2 separate regions of the Triticum aestivum genome follow, and region 1 is linked to region 2. The links are chromatin contacts, called in public Hi-C maps. All regions are on one chromosome and are shown on one strand. Each heading gives the region's core, a stretch centred on a gene start, on an enhancer-like site or on the middle of the called end of the contact. The rest is flanking DNA. Distances are from core to core; before and after follow the strand shown. Region 1 holds the start of LOC123188197 (insulin-degrading enzyme-like 1, peroxisomal). Region 2 has its middle 5.4 kb from the start of LOC123185096.

Region 1 (7,139 bases), core at 1,134-3,633, 380 kb before region 2:
GCAAACTACGTACCTCAGCGATGTACTTTGAGTAACTGTCTTCTATTGGATATTTTTCACTCGCGTAGAAAAGCATATGCTCTGTGGAAGTAGAACCAGGCATAAGCATGTTACAGATTAAAAGATGCACAAACACCCACACGCTAGTACTGGAACATACATGTGGTGGAGCTTTTTAAATGCTAGAATATAAACCAACAAGATGAAAAACAATGCAATGAGATTTATACAGTAGATGGCGGTGCACTGGTACACGAAAAGTTACATCCTAGAGATAGAGCGATATGGAAAACAAGTTTAAAATATAGCAAGCACAATTTGTGGCATCTACCCTTAGGTTTACTCTGCAGGTCTACTTAGTACAGCTAGTTGCCACTCCTCACCACATAATCTTTGAGCTCCTGGGTCATTATTACTTATTAGTATTAGTAAGATGCTGCGTTCAACATTCTATCAGAAGATGTCAATTTCACATTCAGACGTTCAGTTGCAAGCGAATCAGGTTCTCTAATGGCCATGCAATATGTGTTTCGCTGTTCTTTTTTAAAATGAAGAGATGATGCTAGAACTTTACTCTAGGATGTCAAGGGGAATATGCAGAACTCGAACATCTTGAAAACCTTGTTTTTTATGGTATGATGCTTGAAGTTTTGTGTTGTGTGTGTGTGTGGTGGGGGGGTCACATATGGTTTGGTCTGACCACGCCAGTACATCTTACATTTTCGAGGACCTGAAGACCTCGGCTCTTGTAGTTTGATTTCATCACCAAAATCCCCTTTATCCAAAAGGGAAATATGCAAAACTCCAGGTAGCAAATTGAAGAAGCGAGTACCATGCTGATGTATGAACATCCAGAATTCTGTTTCTTTCTCCTTGATTATTTATGGTACAAGGACTGTGAAAAGAACATGCACATCCAAATTGGTGCCGACTTGTATCTGTATTTACTTATTCGATGATTAATGTCATGCTAGTGGTTACTCTACTGAACAACCCAGAAGCACACACATCCCAATATATCAGGACATTCTATAGCAGTAATCCCAATTGAAAAAAGCCTTTCATAACAAACTAGCAAATTGCAGTGATAGGCCACACGAGTATAAAATCATAACAAGAGCAATAGCACGGCGACAGAGAGACCCTCTTTCAGGGGGCTGTTGTTGGTTGAACTGGCACGCTGGGCTCCACCGAGGGCGAAGTTGTTCGTTTGGCTTGCTTGCCAAAAGCGTTGCTGCACTGCCGAGAGGCTGGCAAGGCTGGGCTTGCACGACCACCCGCATTGTCTGCTTTGCGACCAATCGCAGAGACCATGACTCACCTTCTCACTGGTTACCCCTTCTCACTAACCCAGTTGCATGAGGTCCTATCTTGGATCGGATCCAATGCAGTGCCTCTGGTTATCGGTGAGGACTTCATTGACTGGTGGTACCGGCCCACCGGGTTCACCCCGGCCTTGATGCGCAATGGCACCTCATCACCATGCTCACAGCTTGGTGGATGGAGGCATCACAATGTCGCATATCACCAGTTCGCTAAGCACAATCAAATCTGAGGCGCAGTTGTGGGCGAGAGCAGGGGCGGTGGGTCTTACTGCGAGTATCCAGGGACTGCTACTACTACCGAGCTGTGTTGCCTTGTGCTTTGGGGCTTCTAATGAACTCTTTTTCTATCTATCAATGCATCGAGACTCAAGTTTCTGCGTTTTCACAAGAAGACAAGGCACGGCAACTGAGAAATCGAGGTTGTTAGGTCGCAGCTGCAGTAAGATTTTCGTCACTAGCGTCTGTAAGATGATCCCTGAACGACTAACTACAGCAAAAGCAGCAGTATCAAGCATGCCCCTGGCCCTGGGTGGGTGTAACGCAACAAGCCACGGCAGAGCGCTCACCAAGGAAGTGCGCGAGCCCCTCCATCCCGTCGGGATCACAGAAGTACCCCACCGAGACATTCATCGACGCCGCAGCCTGCAAACAAATCGCGAATTTCAGAATCTGGACGAAACCAAGAAGCTGCCACGAAACCCCGGCCCGTCCCGATTGAAGAGCGAGTGGGCGACTGGAGCTGACCTTGTCGGTGTCGGGGTCGCTGATGAGGAGGCACTCGAGGGCGTTCGGGAGCACCACGCGGCGGTACCCGCGCCTGTCGTTGCGGGGCTTGGTGACTTCCACCTCAGCCTTCGCGGTGGCCAGCGCAGCGGCGCCGTCGGCCGGCTCGGCGGGGGCGTCCACCTCTCGCAGCCTCGAATCCATCGCGTCGCCGCCCAGTCGTCGTCGGCGCTAGGGGAGGGCAAGTCTTGGGGCGAGGCTCGCTGCTCGGGTTGGTTTTAGGGGCCGTTTGGATCGCTGCTCTCAACGCCAAGCCAAAATATCGGCGTTGACTGGGACGTGGGTGTGTTTGGATTTACTTCCGATTCTTTTGGCACGCCCAGCTCGCCCGCACTCCCTTCATCCTTCATCTGGGAGTGTTTGGTTGCGGTTTGCTATAATTTCTGTATTATATACATTTCTCAACTCAGTCTGGTTAAGTAAAAATAGGTTCTAATACATCATCTGTAAGTTGTTTGGTTGCTTGTATTAGTGTCTCTCATTAAGTAATACGCAAGTGCACTTTGTTTAGTTGCCTGCATTGGTTCAAGCGGCACATGAACACGGTGTTTGGTTGCATACGGTGTACATGTTGTGCTTACCTTGTACCCTAGTTGACAAGCTTACCCACACCTAAAACACCTGGGTGGCAGACACCTCCTGCCCACAGAAATCGAATACCTGCTTCGCAACGGTGTTCAAGTGCACCTCCCTGAAGCCTTTGTCAGTCCTAACTCCATTAGAGATGAGCTCACACATTTTATTCAGCACGAACGTGGACATGAACGGCTGTCACTTCATGTTGTTCGACCTACCATCTTTTTTTGCCTTTGCTGCTGCTACCTTGAGTGCAGCGCCAGCAGCAGCAGCAGGAGTTAGTTCAACTAGCACTACTGGCACATAGAGGGAATCAGACGCGAACACCTCTAAATCAGATGCCATCTTGGACATACGCTGCAAGTCCTTCGACAAACGATGAAGCAAACTGGTTATCGGACAGGACAAAGGCCTGACTAAGATCTTGCGTCTGCGTGGTCATGTCCTACAATCGTAGCACGCATTGACAGTAAGCATAGCACACAACATACCAGACAACCCATGAAAGCAGAGTATACATGTACATGGTTCATCACTATCATAGCAAGCACATGCTTCATTGCTATCATACTAAGCATACCGGACAATCTATGAGCAGGAACATACATCTACAACAAACAGCATGCTACAAATGGACCACCAATAGTTACAAATCACAGATCTAAGCACAATTCAACACAAGCACAAGGTTCAACTTCAAACTCTACTACTAATCTAGCCTACCACATGCTTGAACATCTATCCCTACCACAAATTGCAACCGCAGCATAGCAATCAACCATATCAGCTCACAGATCAGATTACTAATCAACCATGCATCTAGATCAAACCCTAGTTGCAGCTCAGATCTAGCTAGAAGAAACAGTGGGAAAGGGAGATTGAACTCACAGAGGCCATGGCTGCAGCTCGAGGACGAGGGGGCGGTCGTGGAAGATCAACGCCGGTCGGTGAAGGAGCGCCGACGTCGTGGACCGCGGGCCGATGAAGATGTGCCGCTTACCTGCTCGTCGGTGCCGATGCGCGTCGGCAGGAAAGCTCGAATGGAGGGAGAATGGTGGCGGGAGTTGGGGCGGTGAGGGAGGGGCTAAATAAGGGTGGACTCGGCGGGAGGTGAGCCAAAATCCTCTTGCTGATTTTTCAGCGACGCGGGCGAGCTCACGCCATCTCCCTGCTCGCACGAGGGGAGAAGCGCGTCGCGCCCCCTGCCTCGCCCGAGCCAGGCTCGCGAGCTACTGCCGATTCGGACGTTTCCCCTGGGCCTGGCCTGGACGTGCTTTAAGTTCCGTGCGATGCAGGCCGCACAGTGAACGCAGACAACCAAACGGGCTCAATCTTTCCCGCACGGGCCAGGCTGGGTCTTATGCAGGCAACCAAACACACCCCTGATTCCATGCCAAATTGTTGACGAAACCAGGGTACAAACCAAACAGCCCTGATCTTGAAGGCGCAAATCGGCCCTTTCCGCTAAAACAATATAAGGGCATCTTCAGTGGATGCAAATTTGCATCTCCACCTACAGAAGATGTAAAATTGGCGGCCGCACGTCAACTGCCCAACTACCTTCATTCGGTTTCCGTCCACCCGACCCTGCCTGCCCAACTCCCCCGCTTGTCGATTTCGTCGAAAATCAACATCGCCGCCCGCCCGCCCACCTGTCCCCCGCCGCCCGCCTCGCTAGAGTAGAGATGGTTGCCCCCAGTCGCCGCTTCAAATCGAAGCTTCGTTGGAAGTCTGGCTGTCATAGTGGCTTCCACGGCGTGGTCATGGATGGGCAGGGCTTGTTCCGAGCCTCGCCCAATCGCTGGAGGTATGGGAGGCATGCCACACCGCCCGCCCGATGGCAGCCCACCTCCGTCGTTCTTCCAGCCGCGTGAAGTCGGTCGCCCGCAACACCAAGCTCCCACCATCTTCTCTGCAGGGTTGCGTCCGTCTCCTCTGTCGAGCTGCCGCTGGCGGCCGCACAAGCCGCTGCTGAACGGCTGCCCAAACCGCAGTCAGCCGATTTCTTCCAACCCGCACGCAAGGTGTTTGACGAAATTCCCCCAAGGTAAAAATCGAGCAAACTTGAATGTTTTTTCATTGGGGTTGAAGATGGAGTTTGATGGTGATTTCCGCATTGTAGATGAGCTCGTGTGACTCCTCTTTCATGGACGATTCCTCGTCGGATGAGGAATTTTATTTGATCAAAGAAGGGGACATTGTTATGCTAGTGGTGATGCACAAGAGGAAGAAGCCGAAGCACGGTAGTTCCATGTATGGCCGTGAGTTCATCCAGAGAGAACGGTTTGACGTGCACAAGAGGTTGATGCACAACTATTTTGGTTCACCTCCCGTTTTTTCAGAGAGGTACTTCCGACGCCGGTTCAGAATGTCCAAAGATTTGTTCATCCACATTTGCAATTCTGTGAAGCAACATGACTGATCCTTTGAGCAGAGGAGGAATTGTGTCGGGTTGCTTGGACATAGCACCGAGCAGAAGGTCACTGCCGCTTTGCGCATGATGGCCTATGGTGTTCCGACAGACTACATTGATGACAACTTGGCGATGGCAGAGAGCACTTTTATCTTCTATGTCAAACAATTTGCAAAGAGTATGGTAGAAGTGTTTGGTCCAGGGTAGTTGAGAGCAATCAATGCTCAGGACAGTCATAGGCTTTTGGAGATGAACAAAGCTTGTGGGTTTTCAGCTATGCTAGGGTCCATCGATTGCATGCATTGAAAATTAAAAAATTTCCCAAAAGCATGACATGGATAGTTTAAGGGACGCGGGAAGGATGCCACTATCAATCTTGAGGCCGTTGTTCATCAAGAAACATGGTTTTGGCATTCATATTTTGGGATGTCTAGATCTTGCAATGATGTCAATGTGCTCGACCGGTCACCTCTTTTTGCCAAGTTAGCAAATGGAGAAGCACTATCGGTGACCTTCGAAGCAAATGGCCGCACATACAACTATGGGTATTATCTTGCGGATGGCATCTACCCGAGGTGGAGTACTTTTGTCAAGCCAATAGCAAGACCCCAAGGTAAGAAAGAACTCATCTTTCACAATGCACAAGGGATGGCTATGAAAGATGTTGAGAGGGCTTTTGGTATTTTGCAATGCCAATTTGCTATTGTGTGAGGACCATCTAGATTCTGGGATAAAAAAACCTTTGGTATCATGACTGCTCGTGTGATCATGCATAACATGATCATTGAGAATGAGCGTGGACAGGTGAAAGTGCAACTATCTATGGGTGGTTTTGGTAATTCCTAACAACATATAGCTCATTGAACTAATGCTCTTTCAAGATGATCATTTCAGAAAGTTCAATGATTGGCATGGCATCGACTAGGAATGTGGACCCCTCAAAATGCTAAGGACACATATTGGCTCAAGCTCAAGACTCTACACTTTTAATTTTAGTGATTCAAGATCATATTGAGTCCATAGGAAAAGCCAATACTATTGAAAGAGGGTGAGGTGTTGCTTAATGACTTGCTTTCTCAAAATGCTTAATGATATGCTCCAAAAGCCCTCAACCACTTTTTCATATCCACATATTGTTGGGGAACGCAGTATTTCAAAAAAATTCCTACGATCACGCAAGATCTATCTAGGAGATGCATATCAATGAGAGGGGGAGAGTATGTCTACGTACCCTCATAGACTGAAAGCAGAAGTGTTATGAAACGCGGTTGATGTAGTCGAATGTCTTCGCGATCCAACCGATCAAGTACCGAATGCACGGCACCTCCGTGATCTACACACGTTCAGCTCGGTGATGTCCCTCATACTCTTGATCCAGTTGAGGCCGAGGGAGAGTTTCGTCAGCACGACGGCGTGATGACGGTGATGATGAAGTTACGGATGCAGGGCTTCGCCTAAGCACTACAACGATATGACCAAGGTGGAATTCTATGGAGGGGGTACCACACATGGCTAAACAATCAACTTGTGTGTCTATGGGGTGCCCCCTCCCCCGTATATAAAGGGGTGGAGGAGGGGGCCGGCCGGCCACCTTGGGCGCGCCCCCAAGGGGGTGGGAATCCTACTCCTACTAGGAGTAGGTTCCCCCTTTCCTAGTCCTAATAGGAGGGGAAGGAAGGGAGAGAGGGAAGGAAGGGAGAGAGCGGAGGAAAGAAAGGGGGGCCAACCCTCCTCCCAATTCGGATTGGGCTTGGGAGGGCGCGCCCCTCTGTAAGTGCATCTAGTGCCCCCCCTAGTTGGTTTTGGAGTATTGACGACAAACCTGGTTGAGGGACTAATGTGTTTGTGAGAATTGCAGGATAACACAGGTAGTAGTCCCTCATTGATTCGGTTTACCCACCGGAGATGAACCCTAAAAATGTGTGAAGACATTGAGGATAATGGTGGTATGTGAAGATATTCACATTGAAGACTATGACATGAGAAGACATCGCATGAAGTCTTTGGAGCGCGAAGACATAGTTGTTTCGTAGTTTCATTTT
Region 2 (6,572 bases), core at 1,453-3,952:
GAGCCCCGGGAGGTTACCGGAACCCCCCGGGAGGTATATGGGCCTTATTGGGCCCATGTAGGAGGAAGAGAGAAGGAGCAAGGGAGGGGGCGCGCCCCCCCAAGCCCAATCCGAATTGGGGAGGGGGGCCGCCCCCCCCTTTCCTTTCTCCTTCCCCCTCTTCCTATTACTACTACTAGTACTACTTCCTAATACTAGTACTCTTTCCTTCCCCCTCCAAATAAGATAAGGAAAAGAGAGGGAAACCTACTTGGAGTAGGTTTCCCCCTCCTCATGGCGCGCCCCCCTAGGGCCGGCCACCTCCTCCCTCCCTCCTTTATATACGGGGGTAGGGGGCACCCTAGAACACACAAGTTGATCATTGATCGTTCCTTAGCCGTGTGCGGTGCCCCCCTCCACGATATTACACCTCGGTCATATTGTAGCGGTGCTTAGGCGAAGCCCTGCAACAGGAGAACATCAAGATCGTCACCACGCCGTCGTGCTGACGGAACTCCCCCTCGGCGCCTCTGCTGGATCGGAGATCGAGGGTGCGTCATCGAGCTGTACGCGTGTCAAGAACTCGGAGGTGCCGGAGTAACGGTACTTGGATCGGTTGAACCGGAGGACGTACGACTACTTCCTCTACGTTGCGTCAACGCTTCCGCTTCGGTCTACGAGGGTACGTAGACAACACTCTCCCCTCGTTGCTATATCATCACCATGATCTTGCGTGTGCGTAGGAAATTTTTTGAAATTACTACGTTCCCCAACACTTCCGCCTATATATCTCCATATACCCTAAAAACATCAAGGAGCACAATAGATCGGGAGTTCCACCGCCAGAAGCCTCCGTAGCCACCGAAAGCCAATCTAGACCCGTTCCGGCACCCTGCCGGAGGGGGGAATCCCTCTCCGGTGGCTATCTTCATCATCCCGGTGCTCTCCATGATGAGGAGGGAGTAGTTCTCCCTCGGGGCTGAGGGTATGTACCAGTAGCTATGTGTTTGATCTCTCTCTCTCTCTCTCTCTCTCTCTCTCTCTCTCTCTCTCTCTCGTGTTCTTGAGATGATACGATCTTGATGTATCACGAGCTTTGCTATTATATTTGGATCCTATGATGTTTCTTCCCCCCTCTACTCTTTTGTAATGGATTGAGTTTCCCCTTTGAAGTTATCTTATCGGATTGAGTCCTTAAAGATTTGAGAACACTTGATGTATGTCTTGGCGTGCATATCTGTGGTGACAATGGGATATCACGTGATTCACTTGATGTATGTTTTGGTGACCAACTTGCGGGTTCCGCCCATGAACCTATGCATAGGGGTTGGCACACGTTTTCGTCGTGATTCTCCGGTAGAAACTTTGGGGCACTCTTTGAGGTTCTATGTGTTGGTTGAATAGATGAATCTGAGATTGTGTGACGCATATCGTATAATCATACCCACGGATACTTGAGGTGACATTGGAGTATCTAGGTGACATTAGGGTTTTGGTTGATTTGTGTCTTAAGGTGTTATTCTAGTACGAACTTTAGGGCTGTTTGTGACACTTATAGGAATAGCCCAACAGATTGATTGGAAAGAATAACTTTGAGGTGGTTTCGTACCCTACCATAATCTCTTCGTTTGTTCTCCGCTATTAGTGACTTTGGAGTGACTCTTTGTTGCATGTTGAGGGATAGTTATGTGATCCAACTATGTTATTATGTTGAGAGGACTTGCACTAGTGAAAGTATGAACCCTAGGCCTTGTTTCCTATCATTGCAATGCCGTTTATGCTCACTTTTACCATTAGTTACCTTGCTGTTTTTATATTTTCAGATTACAAAGACTATTATCTACTATCCATATACCACTTGTATCACCATCTCTTCGCCGAACTAGTGCACCTATACAATTTACCATTGTATTGGGTGTGTTGGGGACACAAGAGACTCTTTGTTATTTGGTTGCAGGGTTGCCTGAGAGAGACCATCTTCATCCTACGCCTCCTACGGATTGATAAACCTTAGGTCATCCACTTGAGGGAAATTTGCTACTGTCCTACAAACCTCTGCACTTGGAGGCCCAACAACGTCTACAAGAAGAAGGTTGTGTAGTAGACATCAGCGGGCAAAGTGGAATGCCAGAGGATTTCGGGGACTTCTCTGGTTAGGGAGAATGGCGTGTCCTGCCATGGACTAGGGGCGTTCATGGTGGAGCGCCTGCTAGTGGTGCACCAGGTCGAACCTACAGGCAGGCCTTGCTTGGGAGAATTGGGCCATCTGATTGGAGGATCCCGCCGATGGCATCTGGCACGGCGGCGCCGACACACGCGCCCAGGGGCAGTTCCGTGGTGACTGCGGCAGGGCTGAGGCAGGTGGCCGTGGCCGCTGATGCTGGTGTGTCACTTGTGCAGCAGCCGCAGTTGGCCATAGAAGATCCGGGGAGGAGCCTGGGGGCCACGCCAGCACATGCTGCGGGGGTGGCCAATCCGAAACTGCCTACAGCGCTGGGGCCGGAGGAGGCTACTTTTGACCAGGAGGAGATAAGGGAACAGGCCAATCAGATCGCAGCGGTGGGTGCAGTTAGCTCAGATCCGGAGACCGAGAAAGGGACCCACGCCGATCCCGAGGCGGCAGATAAAGCGTAGGGCGAGGCTTGCCCGGACGTGGCACTGGGGGATCCAATGCCAGCCAATGCAAATGTGCAGGATGGGTCTGAGGACCTGGCGCATCGGGAGGTGGACCGGCATGTGGGGGACGCTGCTGCCCATCCCCACGCTGGAACCAAGGAGGAGACACTATAGCAGGATAGGCCACCGGTGCAGGTTCCCGACCAGACAGCAAATGGGTGGGCCCTAGTGTTGGACGTGTTGCAGCTAGCGACAGCGGGGGAGATGGCATGTCCATCAGGTGGCGCGGCAGACATGGGACCCGCCACACAGGAATATGGGGGAAGGAATATGGAGGCTGATGTGACCACGAGAGAAGCATGCATGCACGAACCGTTGCATGGCGATAATGCATCGGACGCTGGTGCAATTGCATCACAGCACCATGAGGGGAATTTATCTGACAAGGAAGTGGTGGCACTTGGAAACATTAAGGCGTTCTGTGCTGGGTTGCTCAAAAAGCTCGCACCACCGTTGCTCAAGGAGTTCCAAGGGCTGCGAGGGGTTAAAACAGGGCAGGATCCTTTCACTCCACGCCGCGCAACACGGTCCATCTGTGCCGGCAGCTCTAGGAAGACGAAGGCCTTGGTAGCCGAAACGGTGCTTCTTAAAACCCTGGGATTCGACTGTGATGATCTGGCGGTCTCGGAGGACGCGCCAGGTCAGCTACGTACGGTGTTCGACTCACCACTCCAGGAGCCGCAATTGAGGGCCATCGCAGCTATCTTCGAGAAAGTGATACCGCTCAATCTTGCGAAGGAGACAGGGATGGCCGAGCCACTATTGGTGCAGTAGGTGCGTTGGCACCGGCGGTGTTGGAGGCATATTCATCTGATGTCGTTCAACGCTTTGGAGTTGGTGTGCTGGAATGTTAGAGGTCTCAACAATCTTGCCAAAAGGAAGGACCTTAGAGGTTTTGTAGATTCTACTCGCGCGGCGGTCGTCTGTATACTTGAAACCAAATTAGAGGTGGTGGACACTTTTGTAATCTTGCAATGCATGGGGCCAAACTATGATGATTTCACCTACTTACCGGCGTCGGATACTAGAGGCGGTATATTTGTGGCATGGGACACCACGCGGGTTCTCTTGACAAACTATGCCAATGATACTCATAGCATCACTGGGTACATCTCGCCCAAGGAGGGGCGCCATGGTGGCTAACAGTAGTATATGGGCCTCAGGATGATGTGCTCAAGATTAACTTCTTGAACGAACTATCGGACTGTAGATCGCTATGCCCTAGGCCATGGCTTGTCATAGGAGATTTTAACCTCATCCTATACGCGACAGACAAAAATAACTCCAACTTGGACAGGAGAATGATGGGGAAGTTCAAACGTTTCGTCGATGATAACGCGCTAAAGGAGCTCTTCTTGCATGGGCGCAAATACACGTGGAGCAACGAAAGGGAGACGCCCACTCTCACTAAAATAGACCACGCTTTTGTGTCCGTTGATTGGGAGCTCGAGCACCCGGAGTGCTTGCTGCAAGCTTTATCTATAGAGTACTCTGACCATTGCCCGCTGCATCTCGCGCTCCATGAACACATGCATGCCAAAAGGAGGTTCTGCTTTGAAAAGTTATGGGTCAAGATGGATGGGTTTTTGGATGTCATCAAGGAGGCTTGGGTTTGCGATCCAGATATTACTGATCCTTTCATGCGTCTCGACATCATGCTCAGAAACACAGCCCGAGCGCTTGCAACATGGGGACAAAAGGAGATAGGAAATATCAAACTGCAAATCGCTATTGCCAACATTGTCATTCCGCGGTTTGACTGCGCTCAGGAGAGTAGAGCACTGACAGAGGAGGAGAGATGTCTTAGAAGAACCCTAAAACAACTGGTACTAGGGCTTGCATCCCTAGAGAGGACTATAGTGCGGCAGAGGTCGAGAATAACATGGCTACAAGAAGGGGACACAAACACGCAGTTGTTTCACTTGGTAGCGAATGGAAAGGCATATGAAAAACTACATACCTTCCTTGACCATGGATGGGCACATCATCACGGATCACAAGGAGGATGCCTTCTACAAGGCATACAAAGAGCTGCTTGGCAAGGACGGTGCCCGAGACTTCACGCTCGACTTGGAGGGTCTTGGTGTTTTGCGTGTGGACCTCTCGAAGCAGGATCGCGTGTTTTCTGAAGAGGAGATTTGGCCAGTAATCAAGGACTTGCCATCGGATAAGGCGCCTGGGCCGGATGGGTTCATAGGTCTTTTCTTCCAAAAAGCTTGGGAAATAATCAAGGAGGATCTAGTAGCTGCGATACACAAGCTCTTCCTAGGCAATGGAAGGGGAATTGGAAGACTTAACCAGGCTTTGATCACGCTCATTCCAAAGTCACCGGAAGCATGCACTATTTTTGATTTCCGACCTATATGCCTGGTGCACAGTATGCCCAAGATTGCATCCAAGCTACTGACTGCCAGACTAAGACCATGCATGGGAGAGCTTGTTCAGACGAACTAGGCCGCATTCACAAAAGGCAGATGCTTGCATGATAACTTCCTCTTGGTTCGGCAAATGACGCGCACGATGCATCGGAGGAAAGCCAAGGGAGTATTGCTAAAGCTTGACATATCCAAAGCTTTTGACTCTCTAGCGTGGCCGTTCCTGTTCGATGTGTTAAGGGCGAAAGGATTCTCGGAGCGTTGGATTTCTTGGATTGCGACCTTTCTTACCACTGCCAGCTCGAGAATTCTAGCGAATGGATGCGCTGGTGACAAGTTCATGCACGCCAAAGGACTTAGGCAAGGGGACTCGATATCCCCCTTGCTTTTTGTTATGCCATGGACATTCTAACGGCTATCATTAGCAAGGCGCATGAGGCCAGAGTGCTTAGTTCCATCAATGGATGTAGCCCTGTGCAGCGCCTGTCCTTGTACGCTAATGATGTGGTGCTCTTCATAAAACCAACATGGTCTGATCTCATGTTCGTCAAGGAAATTCTCACCATCTTCGGTGTGGCATCAGGGCTCAAAGTCAATTATACCAAATCTGCGGCAATCATGATTAGGGCCGAGAGTGAGGATGAGGAGCTTGTCAAGTCTGCACTGCCATGGAAGATTGACACCTCTCCGTGCAAATACCTTAGGCTACAGCTAAGCATTAGGCAGCTCAAAAGATCCGAGTGGCAGCCGATAGTGGATACAACTCTGCACATTTTGTCAGGATCGCAAAGGGGCCTTGTGACGAGGCCTGGGAGACTCATCCTTGTCAATCAAGTCATGAGAGCGCGAGCCACTCATCACCTCATGATCGCGGAGGCACCAAAATGGGCACTGGAAAGAGTGGACAAAGGTTGCCGTGCATTTTTCTGGGCTGGAACAGAGGCGGTGAATGGGGGCAAATGTGTTGTCTCCTGGACTAGGGTGTGCAGGCCTAAGCACATGGGTGGGCTGGGAGTCATTGACCTATACAAGCACGACATCGCATTAAGACTAAGATGGGAATGGCTCCGACACACGGATGTCACTAGACCTTGGCAAGGGCTCAACTTGACCGTGGACAAAAAGGTGGACCAAGCGTTTGGGAGCCTGGTTAAATGGAAAGTTGGCTTAGGAGGCAAGACCTTGTTCTGAAAAGACCGATGGATACACGGTGCAGCTATCAAAGATATTGCCCCATTACTTGTGGCAAAGGTGCGGACGCAAGTGGCAAACAGGAGACTTGTACGGGACGCGATGGGCATGCATACATGGATGGATGACATTGTAGGAGACCTCTGCTCTAAGGGCCTCGCCCAATTCATTGGACTCTGGGAGATCCTCTTGGAAGTTCAACTAGACGCTCAAGTTGAGGACTGCCTCGTCTGGGCTTGGAACGCGACCAGTGTTTACACAGCTTCTTATGCGTACAAGATGTTGTGTGAGGGAGGAGTTAGATTCCACTCCTTCGGGGCCATCTAGAAGTGTCGGGCACCCCTTGCGTGC

What was found. Hi-C and Micro-C count contacts between places; a contact is called where the count stands out from the background.
Region 1: a Hi-C map of leaf shows a contact between it and region 2, with 7 times the contacts expected there. The contact joins the promoter of LOC123188197 here to the enhancer-like site in region 2.

What each region holds. Positions count from the first base shown.
Region 1 is chr2A:174,966,501-174,973,639 of IWGSC CS RefSeq v2.1, reverse strand. It overlaps LOC123188197 (insulin-degrading enzyme-like 1, peroxisomal), which reads right to left and starts at 2,383. Exons shown (of 26, transcript XM_044600235.1): 1 at 2,070-2,383; 2 at 1,892-1,967; 3 at 14-81. The coding sequence starts at 2,252.
Region 2 is chr2A:174,591,746-174,598,317 of IWGSC CS RefSeq v2.1, reverse strand. No RefSeq gene overlaps it. Among protein-coding and RNA genes, the nearest start is that of LOC123185096, 5.4 kb to the right of the region's middle. Within about 2 kb of position 2,702, at least 7 of the 8 cell types and tissues checked have an H3K27ac peak or open chromatin away from gene starts, as enhancers often do. A contact at or near this core is called in leaf, where this site is marked.